2 separate regions of the Sus scrofa genome follow, and region 2 is linked to region 1. The links are chromatin contacts, called in public Hi-C maps. All regions are on one chromosome and are shown on one strand. Each heading gives the region's core, a stretch centred on a gene start, on an enhancer-like site or on the middle of the called end of the contact. The rest is flanking DNA. Distances are from core to core; before and after follow the strand shown. Region 1 overlaps BRD9 (bromodomain-containing protein 9). Region 2 overlaps CEP72 (centrosomal protein of 72 kDa).

The links. A called contact is a pair of places that touch in the nucleus more often than the background predicts.
Region 2: a Hi-C map of omental adipose tissue shows a contact between it and region 1, with 2.0 times the contacts expected there. The contact joins two enhancer-like sites. A contact is called at or near these places in 1 of 5 promoter capture datasets (liver), 18 of 47 Hi-C or Micro-C datasets (alveolar macrophages, brain, embryonic fibroblasts and 10 more) and 2 of 2 datasets of contacts at active chromatin or transcription factors (alveolar macrophages and skeletal muscle).

What each region holds. Positions count from the first base shown.
Region 1 is chr16:79,485,034-79,490,329 of Sscrofa11.1, forward strand. BRD9 (bromodomain-containing protein 9) reads left to right here. Exons shown (of 16, transcript XM_021077128.1): 12 at 613-724; 13 at 3,171-3,209; 14 at 4,638-4,737. Among named protein-coding and RNA genes, the nearest start is that of BRD9, 14 kb to the left of the region's middle. Within about 2 kb of position 3,993, at least 3 of the 83 cell types and tissues checked have an H3K27ac peak or open chromatin away from gene starts, as enhancers often do. A contact at or near this core is called in omental adipose tissue, where this site is marked.
Region 2 is chr16:79,556,478-79,562,286 of Sscrofa11.1, forward strand. CEP72 (centrosomal protein of 72 kDa) reads right to left here. Exons shown (of 12, transcript XM_021076670.1): 10 at 5,597-5,723; 11 at 3,741-3,852; 12 at 2,569-3,028. The coding sequence ends at 2,857. Among named protein-coding and RNA genes, the nearest start is that of TPPP, 24 kb to the left of the region's middle. Within about 2 kb of position 4,549, at least 2 of the 83 cell types and tissues checked have an H3K27ac peak or open chromatin away from gene starts, as enhancers often do. A contact at or near this core is called in omental adipose tissue, where this site is marked.

The DNA.
Region 1 (5,296 bases), core at 2,743-5,242:
GAGCAGCCCAGGAAAGCGGGCACGCGGCCTGGCCAAGGCCACGCTGTTCCTGGTGCCAGGCCCTTCCTCCCAGGCCTCCGGGACCCGCCGGGGGGTTCTCGCGCACCCCTGCCCCTTCCCAGGTGCTCCTTTGGCGACTGCGCTGCAGTCCAGGCCCTTCTGGGCCTCTGCCCGGTTCTGCTGCCAGGGCTGTGGGCCTCTGTTCGGGCCTCTTTTGTGAGCGACGTGGTTTTCTTTTGGGCTTTCATTCACATGACCCAAAAATCAACGTGCTGCTCCGAGGTGCCCATGGGTGGCCCTGTGCTGCGTTGTCTCCCAGCTCCTTGACTCTGTAAATGCCAAACACACATGGCCGCTCTTCTGTTGTAAGTCGGGGTGAGGTCCTTAGCCGCGTGGGCACACGGCTCCTCACTTTGCTTGCTTTTTAATGAACAGTCTTTTTCTTGAGAAAACTCTTCTGGGTCGCTGGTCACGCTGCCGGACTGCTGTCCACTCCCCGCGCCACCCTGTCCAGGAGGGGCCTCGGGCTCGGGGAGAGCCTGTCTCGGGTGCAGCCGGGATGGGGCAGCAGGGAGCTGCTGTTCCAGCCTCTTCTCTCGCGGCCCCTCCCAGCCTGCAGGAGTTTGTGAAGGATGCTGGGAGCTACAGCAAGAAAATGGTGGACGACCTCCTGGACCAGATCACCGGCGGAGACCACTCGCGGATGCTCTTCCAGCTGAGGCAGGTGGGCTGCGCTGGGGCCCCTCCCGGGCAAGGAGCCCACCCAGCTGGGGCCGCGAGGTGGGGGCAGCTCTTCCTGCTGTGCTGGTCGTTACTTACTGTTTGTCTTTTCTTTTGAGCAGTTATTTTTCAGGGAAACGAGAAAGGTCGTCCCCCCGGGCCCGTGGTCTCCGGCCCTCTGCCCCCACTTTCTTTCAGCCGCCGCCACTTTCCTTCATCCCGAAGAATTTCCTCTGGTGTTTTTCTAAGGACAGATTTGCTGGCAGTGGATTTGCCCAGTCTTTCTGTATCTGAAGTGTCTTTACCTTTCTTTTTTGAAACTTGTCTATGCTGGGGTGGAATCACAGGCTGATGTCTTTTCCTCTGCCTAAGACAACGCCTGAGGAGCTCCCGCCGTGGCACAGCTTGTTAAGAATCCCACTGCAGAGCTGCTGCTGTGGCACAGTGGAAATCAGTGGTGTCCTGGGAGCACCAGGATGCAGCTTCGATCCCTGGACTGGCACAGTGGGTTCAGGATCTGACCCCTGGCCCGGAAACTCCATATGCTGCAGGGCAGCAAAAAAAAAAAATCCGACTGCATGCAGCGGCTTCAGTTTCTGCGGAGGTGCAGCTTTGACCCCCGCCCGGTGTAGGGCCTGGCGTTGCCACGGCTGTGATGCAGGCCACAGCCACAGCTTGGATTCCATCTCTGGCCCAGGAATGTCCATGTGCCACAGGCCACGTGTGGCCACAAAGCTTCAAGGGGTTGCCCTTGGCCTGTTTGGAGAAAACGTGCTGCCTGCTGCTCTAAATGCTTTTAAGTTTTGTTCTTTGTGACGGCTTTTCATCACTTCCCTTCCGGCCTACACTGCAGCCACAGCAACGCCGGAACTGCAGCGCACTGAGCAAGGCCAGGGATGGAACCCGCGTCCTTGTGGATGCTGGTTGGATTCATTTCTGCTGTGCCATGACGGGAACTCCTTATGTGCTTTTCTTTGTATTCATTCCGCTTAACATTGGTTGAGCTGCTTGGGTCCATTGGTTTATAGTTTCCATCAAACTTGGAATATTTTCACTCTTCAAATATGTTCTTTCTTTCTGTGTAAGCTTTTTTTAACGCAGAGGTGTGTCCGGTGTACAGCATAGAGATAAGCGACTTTGAGAGGTTTCCCTGCACTTGAAGTGAGCGTGCAAGGGTGACGATGCTTTGCGCGCCATGCAGCCTTTTCCCGTGGTGGGTCTTAGGTTTGATAGCGCGGCGCTTGACCCCCCGCCCTCCTTCTCCCCACCAGCAGCCACCCGTTTGTTCTCTGTGTCTGTGAGGCTGTTTCTTTTTGGTTCTATTCACTGGTTTGTTACATGTTTTAGATGCTGCCTCTGAGGGAGAACATACAGTATTTGTTTTTCACTTGGCACAATACTCTCCAGATCCATTCATTGTGTTGTTGCAGATGGCAAAATTTCATTTTTTCATGTCCGAGTAGTAGTCCATGGTGTGTGTGGACCACATTTGGGTCTTCAGTCTATTTTGAGTCTATTTGGGTTTTTTGCTTTTTTAGGGCCGCACCTGCAGCCTATGGAGGCTCCCAGGCTAGGGGTCGAGTTGGAGCTGTAGCTGCCGACCTACACCACAGCCACAGCCACACCAGATCCGAGCCACATCTGCACCCTACACCACGGCTCACGGCAGTGCTGGATCCTTAACCCACTGAGCGAGGCCAGGGATCAAACCCGCATCCTCGCGGATGTGGGTTGGGTTCATTATCGCTGAGCCACAGTGGGAACTCCAGAGTGTGTTTCATTGGAGGGTGTTCTGCTCTCTTTATTTGCACGTGCTGTCCGGTTTTCCCAGGACCCTTACTGCGTGGGCTGTCTTTGCGTGGATTGGCAGAACAGGCCTTGTTAACGGGCCGCAGGACCTAAGCTCACCTGCACACAGTCAGTGGGGTCCCCCCCGAAACAGCAGTGGCACTTTCCACAGAGCCGGAACCATGATCTTAAAATTCCTGAGGAAACACAGGAGAGCCTGACTGACCAGAGCTGGGGCGCCGCCCTCAGACCTGAGCTGCGCTGCCAGGCTCCCGTCACCAGAGCGGCATGGTGCTGGCACACAGGCTCTAGCCGGCCGGAGGGGGTGCCTGGCCCGGGGCCCCGGCCCCCCAAGGGAGGTGGGCGCAGGCGTCCTCACCCTTTGGCTGTTCCCCGCGCTGCCCTGTGGCCGGGGCGCCGTGTCTCCCGTTCTCTTCCATCCACGCCCCCGGGGCTGTGGGCAGGTGGCGCACTGCTTCAGCTCCGTGTCACTCGGGGTTGGCGGCCCCAGCGTCGCTGCCCACGCAGGGCCACCGTGATTCACAGGATGCCTGCCCACGAGGCCAGCTGAGCCCTGGATGGGCAGCTGTTCCCTCGCGGGCAGGCGAGCCGTCTGTGTGAGATTCTTCTGGACACCTGGTCTTGTCTGCTTTGCCTTGCAGAGGAGAAACGTCCCGGTGAAGCCTCCGGACGAGGCCAAGGTGAGTCCCAGGGACGAGGTAGGAAGAGCCTCGTCGTTAGGGCCCCGCTGGGACGCCGGCCTTTGATGTGTGTTTGGACGCCCGTTCGGTTCTGACGAGGAGGCGGAAGGGGGTCTCCCCTCCTGCGGTCCGGAGGCCGCAGCGCAGGGTGGGGTGTGGGGCCTGGGCTGCGGGGTTCCCTGGCCTTGGTGGCCGGGGTCGGCACCCGGCAGAGTGTCAGGCTCCCGTCGGCGGGCTTTTGGAGGATTGGGGGGCTGCGCGGGCGTCTCCCCGGAGGCCCGTGGGCGGCCGGGCCCGACCTCTTTAACGTACCTTTGGTCAGGGCCTTGGGACACGGGTCCCCCCGCGAGATGGGCGAGCAGATCCGGCCGAGGGGGGAGAGAGCGTGGCAGCTAATGGCTGCGAGCCGCGGTCTCTGGTGTCAGAGCACCGCGGTGGTCGCGGGACTCCTGTAGGAATTTGTGGCAGCAGTGGCCCTGGGGCCTCGCCGGTCACCGGGCTCCTGAGCTGAGCCTGGCTTGTCTGTGGTCTTGAGTCAGCACGGAACAGTTTGCTCGAGGGAGAAGCTGTCAGAGCACAGACAAGTCGGTTTGATGGACGCCGAGTGGGGGCAGCATGTTCATGGATCCCCAGGGCCAGGGCGGCCCCCAGGAGAGGAGAGGGGTCCCCGGTCCCGTACACCCTTGCTCGGCGGTAGAGGCCTCGTCCCTCCTCTGGGTGGCAGCAGACGTCTGTCCCCACCGTGCAGGCTGGGAGCTCTGAGCTGTGACCCTGGGAGAGGGGAGGGTGGAGCCTGCGAAGGACACCGGCGCCCGCCAGGCTCGTGGAGCTCTGTTTGCTCCTTGGGGAAGAAACGGTGCCGCTCCCGTGTCCTCGGGGGAGGGCTTGTCATCCCCCAAGAACTCTGCAGCGGTGACGGGACCCAGCAGCAGCATGAACGAGTGCGATCCGGCGGAAGTCGCGGGCCTGCGGTGACGTGGTGACCCCCCAGAACCCTGCAGGTGGTCGCAGAGACTCCCTCAGCTTTAGCTACGCGCTGGCCCTTGAAGCAGCGGACGGGGCTGGGAGATGTGTGTGCGGGGGCCCGCGCTTTGGGGAAGGCAGGGCGCTCCTGCGAAGGGGGCAGGAAGTGTCGGGGCCTCCGGGCAGAGCCGGGGCGTGTGCGCTGCTGGGAACCTGCCATGTTCCCTGCTTGGTTCCTGAAGACCGCCTGCGCCCCGCGGGGCTCCTGTGCCCCGTGTTTCCTCAGCACCCGTGGGTCCCGAGACCAGCAGCCGTCCTCGTTGGTCCGGCTGAGGGCGGCCGCTCGTGAGCCTGGGCCCCGTGCTGCCTGAACTGCAGCACCGCAGAGCAGGCCTTTCCTACCCGGTGGCGTTCCTGGCCCGCTCAGTCCCCCTCTCCTCTGTCTCACGTGACTGTCTCCTGCAGGCCGGGGACCCTCTCGGGGACGGCGGCTCCGCCCTGGACTTCATGGCCATGAAGTCCTATTCAGACGTCTCTCTGGACATCTCCGTGCTCGGCTGTCTGGGTAGGTCGTGCAGGGCGTTTCCGCCCAGGCCTGGCCCGGGGGGTGCCCCGCTTGCTCCCGGGAGGGCGGCTTGCCCGGCCAGCTGGCCGTAGAAGAGGACCCCCAGCCAGCGCCTGCCTGGCTCCTTTCTGACCTCAGGGGTCGTCCACTGGGGCCCCTTGATCCCATGGGCGGGGCAGCGGCAGCGCTGTGTCCCTCCCACCCAATCCCCCCTCCCCCCGCCCCCGTGTCGGCCTTGGCTCCCTCGCCCGCGGCTGGCACAGCCGTCCCGGCTCCGTTCCCTTCATCCCACAGGGCACTCTGGAGGCGCACGGAGCCCTCGCCCTGGAGCGGAGCCCTCGCCCTGGAGCGGGCCGTCCGTGCTCTCCCAGGGGCCGGCCTGTTGCTCACCAGCTCTCCTTTCTCTGGCTGAGACTCAGATTTTCTGCATGTTGCTGGGGTTTCCGTGGTTTGATTAGAACGTGCCCTAGTTTGCTGTCCCTTCATTTCGTTCTTCTTGGGTTACGTTTAGCTGTTGGCCAGTGGTTCCTGGTTTTTACTGCATGGGGGGCTTTGGCCC
Region 2 (5,809 bases), core at 3,299-5,798, 72 kb after region 1:
CACCCCACGTGCCCCCCGCAGCTACCAGGACCGGAAAGACACCGTGACAACTGACACAAAATAAGGACATGCTCAGACCAGATCGGGGAGTTGCCACCAGCAGAGGGATGAGAAACCCCAGGGCCAAGTCTGCGACGCGTGAGGCGAGCAGAGAGAGGTGAGACAGGTGCGGCGCGACGCTGGGCCACGTGGACAGACTGGTTCCTCACGCGCTCGAGGCCACCACAGGGAAGCCGGCCTGCATGCTCCTGGCTCGTGCAGTGCCACGGGGGCATGTGCGGCCACAGAAACACAGGTGGGCCGTGACGCCACGCCACAAGGCTTCCAACCCTGCACAGGCGGAAATGCAAATGATAGGCAAGAATCTAAAAACGGCAGTGGTAGAAAGGGAAAAAAGCCACACAAGGAAAAGTGCCTAGAATCAGACGGCAGGTTTAGAGCACAGTGTACCAGCCAGGTTAGCTGATGGAGCAGACAGAAAAGAAAAGCTGCTACGAGTTCCGTCGCCTCTGAGGGAGGAGTGGGCAAGGAATGGTGCCAAGGCGGGTGGGGGGGCCAGGCGCGGGAGCAGGGTGCCCAGGTAGGGGCCTGGCCAGAGCCTGGCACCGAGCGGCTGCCTCTGTTCCCTGCAACAGCAAGTCTTGCTTGCAAGGACACAACTGCCCCTACATCTCTGCCAGAGACACAACCTCAAATGCTGACGCTACTGACATGTCATTAAGATTGAACATTGTATCAAAAAACTTGAAAATTAGGCAAGATGAGCAAATTCCTGGAGAGCTGTAACTTATGGAAACTAAGAGAAGAGGCGCTGGGAGGCCTACGGTCCGGACCGGGCTGGGCAGTGAGGCGTGTGTCTCGCCCACAGGGTCCAGCGGGGGTGGCAGCAGGCAGGTGCCACCTAGGGCCACCCCGAAAGACACCTCCTTCACTCACAGGCTCCCGCAGCAGGGAGGCGCACGGACGGCCCCCGAGAGGGTCTGCCACACCCCAGAACCAGAATCCTTCTGAATCAGGTAGAAATCCCCCCAGAGAGTAAACTGGTGCAGCCGCCATGGAGAATGGCGTGGAGGGTCCCGAAAAAACCAGAAATAGAGCGTCCATGTGGTCCAGCTACCCTGCTCCTCGCGCACATGCAGAGAAGCCATGTTCAGAAAGACACACGCGTCACCCACATGTTCAGAGCAGCACTAGGCACAAGAGCTGAGACCTGGAAGCAGCCTAAAGGCCCGTCGGCAGAGGACGGATAAGGAGATGTGGTGCGTATACACAGTGGACTAGGACTCAGCCACAAAAAAGGAACCAGTGCCATTTGTAGCAACATGGATGCAACTAGAGAGTATTTACAAGTGACCTAAGTCAGACAAAGACCAGTATCATGTATCACCTACACATGGACTCTAAAAAAATGGCACAAATAATGTCTTCTTTTATTTACAAAACAGAGACAGACTCGCAGACATAGAAGGAAGGGATAAATCAGGAGTTTGGGATTAACAGATACACACTGCTCTCTCCCTCTCTATAAAACTAAAAAGGACCTACCGTACACACAGAGAATTATACTCAATCTCCTGTAATAACCCATAATGGGGAAAAAATCTAAAAAAGAAAATTCCAGGCACAGTGCAGGGAAGGGACGGCTACCATCATCTACAGACTCCTGAGACCAGAGGGCAACGAGAGAGTGACGATGCCCGCCCCGGCAAGAGCAGCAGCGCAAGGCGCACAGCACCGGAGACAGAGGCTGGCCGTCCTCAGAGCCGCAGTCCCGCTGTGTGGACGGCGTGCTGGGCTGGGCCCAGGACAGCACGTGTAGCCACTTGCCCAACCTCACGACAGGCCCTGAGGCCAGCAGTGGAGCCGAGGGCGTCAAGGCCCACGCAGACATGACGTGGTGCCTGAAGAAAAGAGCTATCAATGCCGACTGGACAGCAGAGACCATCAAATGAAGCTCCAGAAAACCAAGGAGACCCGAGTTAGGGGCGGGCCAGGCCTGGGAGTCCGGTGCCGAGGAACTGGAGCCCCGGAGCTGGGGTGCGGGGGAGAGGCCGGGCCAGGTAAGAAATACCAAGAAGTGCTGGCCAAAACGTGTCTACATTTGGTGAAAAATACAAACTCAGGTCCAAGAAGCTCATCCCACTCCAAGCGAGAAACAAAGTGACAGCAGGGGGCTCTTCCCCAAGCTCAGGACTGATTAGTGAATCTTTACACACACAGAAGATCTGATGAGGACCACCCCCCACCCCCCCGCTCCACACACACACACACACACACACACACACACACGGATGACCCTTCCCTGCGAAGTTACCAAAACCACCACCTGATCCTGGCGAGCGGCGGCGCCAGCACCCCGGCCCGCAGCTCTGCTCCCTCGACCTGCGGCGCCCCATTAACAAACTACTCCGTTTTGCCAAAGGAAGTGAGAATCACATGGAGGTGAGTGCCCCAGTGCCCGCGTGGTGCCAGGGTTCCCTGTGTGCAGTCCGGGAACTGTTCCCGCTCACGACTGGGCGCACGGGCATCCAGTGAGAAGCGCAGCTTTAACGAGAGAGAAAGCACATCTCCGAAAGCGGGTCTGTTTATTACACAAGCATTGCTCGTTCCTCAGTAGCTGACTTTCTGCTCCTCATACGTACCTGCTTTCTCGCGCATTAGGCAGAAAAATACAGCATTTTCTCCACCTCAAGATACTGGATGAAAACTGAATGCTGTTTGTCTCATTCAAAGAGGAGAGGGGCCCGGCTTGAGCCTGTCTTTTTAGGGTGTTTCAGGACATGAGGCCCAGGCTCGCCGGCCACCTCCAGAGAGAGAGACGCTGAGGGCGCCGGCTGGTGGGGCCGGAGCCCAGGGCTAGCAGCCCCCGGGGCTGGGGCCGGGGCCGGGGCCGGGGCGGCCGGGGCACAGGCCCATGGTCTTCTTGAGCTCGCGGTAGCTCCAGTGCAGCTGCTCCACCTCTGCCTGGTGCTGCGCCCGCGCCTGGCCCAGCTCCTGCAGGAGCCGCTCGTTGGTGCTGACCAGGGACCTGGAGCGGAGGCAGGGGTGGCGCTCAGCGCGGGGCAGACCAGAGTGGAGCCCTCCCACTGCCCGGCGGGGCTGGGTCTACGGCCTGACGAGCGCCTCGGGCCTGGTGAGGCCCCTGCCGCTCCAGGTCCAGAGACTGAGCTAGTTCTACTTCCCGGTCAAACAGAAAGGGCCCTCTTCCTAACGCTGCCGTGGCCACAGCATCGTTGGGAAGTCCTGACTTTCCACCCTTGGAACCATTTTCAACACGGGTGGGTTTCAGGAACAGAGAGGGGCTGCCGCTTCCAGGCGGCCCTCTCGCCGGCGGCACCAACCGAGGGCCGTCTGTGGACCACGAGCAGCAGCCGGCGCAGGGCCACTCCCTCCACCAGGCTGGCGAGCGCCCCCTGCCCTGGCCCTAGGGCCCCAGCCCTGCCCTCTGCGCTGTGCTCCGAGGAGCCCAGGGGGCTGTGGCCTGAGTGAGAGGAGAGGGGAGAGCAGAGGAAAGGGGCGGGTAGGGCCAGAGCGCTGCCCACATGCCTGGGGCTGGGATGAACCCCAGCGGCCTATGCCCTCCTGCAGCCGCCACCCGCTTTTCAGCCCCCAGGCCACTGAATGAAAGCTGGACTCCGCGCGCACACAGCCAGGGAGGAAAGGGGAGTCTCCGTGCGTGGAAGAGAGCAGACGAGCCCCGGCCGAGGGGGCAGGTGCGGCCAGCCCGGGAGCCCAGGCACCTGTGGCTCTCCTGCAGCATCTGGGTGAGCTCCTGGAGCTTGTCGTAGTGCTCCAGGTGCTGCTTCAGCTCCACGATCTCGCCAGAAAGCCTCTTCACACTGGTCTGCAACCCTTGCGAGAAAAGGCGGAGTCACGTTCAGCAAATTTCACTCCTGTTTCCTGACCAAAACCATTCTAGAGGCTTTTTTTTTTTTTGGCTGCGTCCACAGCATACACAAGTTCCCGGGCCAGGGGTCAAACCCGAGCCACAGCAGTGACAACACCGGGCCCCCAATCCGCTGTGCCACCAAGAAGCTCCACCACCTGCTCCAGAGTTTAAAGTGCCCCTGGGATGCAGGGGAAGGACAGAGCCCGGAAAAGGCCGTGAGGGTGATCAAGGCAGCCCCACCCAGGGCCCAGCACTAGCCCTGCCCTCTGGACACCCCGAGGGGCGCACGCAGTGCAGAGCAGAGGTGGGTGGAGGTCCCCGGGCTGGATCTGCTGCTGGCTGGCCATCAGGAAGGGCCCGAGGGCAGCCTGGGGCTCTGGGGGGAGGGGCTGGCGTCCCCGTGGCCTCGGGGTTTCCAACTGGAGGGGGGAAGAAACGGACTTATGGGCTCTTGGATACAAATTCCTCCGCGGGTAGACATCACACACCAGGCAGAGAAGGAGTGACAGTGACAGAAGGTCCTCAGCAGCAGTGGGGACACATCCTCTGAGGGCTAAGAAAACGCCTCTCAGAATCAATACCACCCCAACGACCAGGTGGGGGTCTGAGTGAAAGGCGTCTGGGGGGATGGCAGGGCTGCGGGGTTTGGGGACTGCCCAGCACCCTGAACACCAAGAGTATGTGACAAAACCAGGAACCCAGTGACAATAGTCTAGAACCTGGTGATCAGGTGGCTTCGAGATCCCAAACACAAAGCAGGCCAGGGTCCCACATGGCCTCCACCTATTTGGTGTGTGTGTGGGGGGGACGGCCAGCAGGGGGCAGTGCACGGACCTGAGGACCAGGGGACTGCTGGGGAACCACAGCTGACACAGGAAGGCTGGGCCTCCTCTCGAGGGAGAGGTGGGGTGACCACTCCCGGCCAGCCTGTCGGTCCTTCTAGATGAGGGCTGCTCTGCAGACAAGGTGGGGACAGGTCCTGGAAGTCCCCACGGGAGGCACCACACTGACATGGGACTCCAGGAGGCCAGTGCTGAGGGCACAACGACACAGACGCATGAGGCACCTGCAGACGAGGGAGCCGCCTCCAGAGCGGATCAGGACCGTGCCTGCACCTGCTCCAAAGCCCCCCAGACAAGAGAGGGGCTGCCAGACACCAAAGAACCGGGGAGCCAGAACCACGGAGCTGGGGCAGACTCGCCCAGAAGAAGACTGCATGCAAGGACAGCCCAAAGAAATGGTGGTGACGTTCCATACGTGACAATGAAAAGAAGGCCGAGGGCTCAAGGACCTGGCCGACACAGGAGGACAGGGTCTCAGGGAGGCTGTGCTCCCGCCCCGGACAGTCACTGCCTGGCCTTTAGGACCAAGTCCAGGCCCCTGGAGGAAGGAAAACAGAGCAGGCGCCCGGGCTGCACATCCCTGGCGAGACTGAAGCCCCCGCAGGACCCACGTCACCCCAGAGCGGGCTGCTCCCCGAACTGAAATCCCAAGTCCACTCTCGCAAAATCGGCAGAACGTCATCCAGGATGGTGAAGAGAAGGAAAGAGGAAGGATCTGGGGCTGGAAGGCGCCGCGGCCAAGGAGACGGGTCCCCAGGGAGCAGGGGAGGGGGCCTCGGGCCAGAGCGGCCTGTCCTCTCATCACAGGGACGGGCCGACGCCGCAGCCCGCGGACAGGCCCACGCGCACACACGCACGCACGCACCAGTGATCTGCACGGTCAGCGCGGCTGGGGCCTCGGCGCCCCTCACGTCTTTCTTCACGCTGCACAGGAGGGACTTTAGGCTGCTGCTCTCGTCCAGAGATCTGTCTAGACGCTGCCGCAGGTAATCCTGCGGACAGAGCCACACGAGTGCAGACAAGTTGGACAAAACCTCCTGGAGTCCAGAGGCACGTGAATTCGGGGGCTGCGACGGTG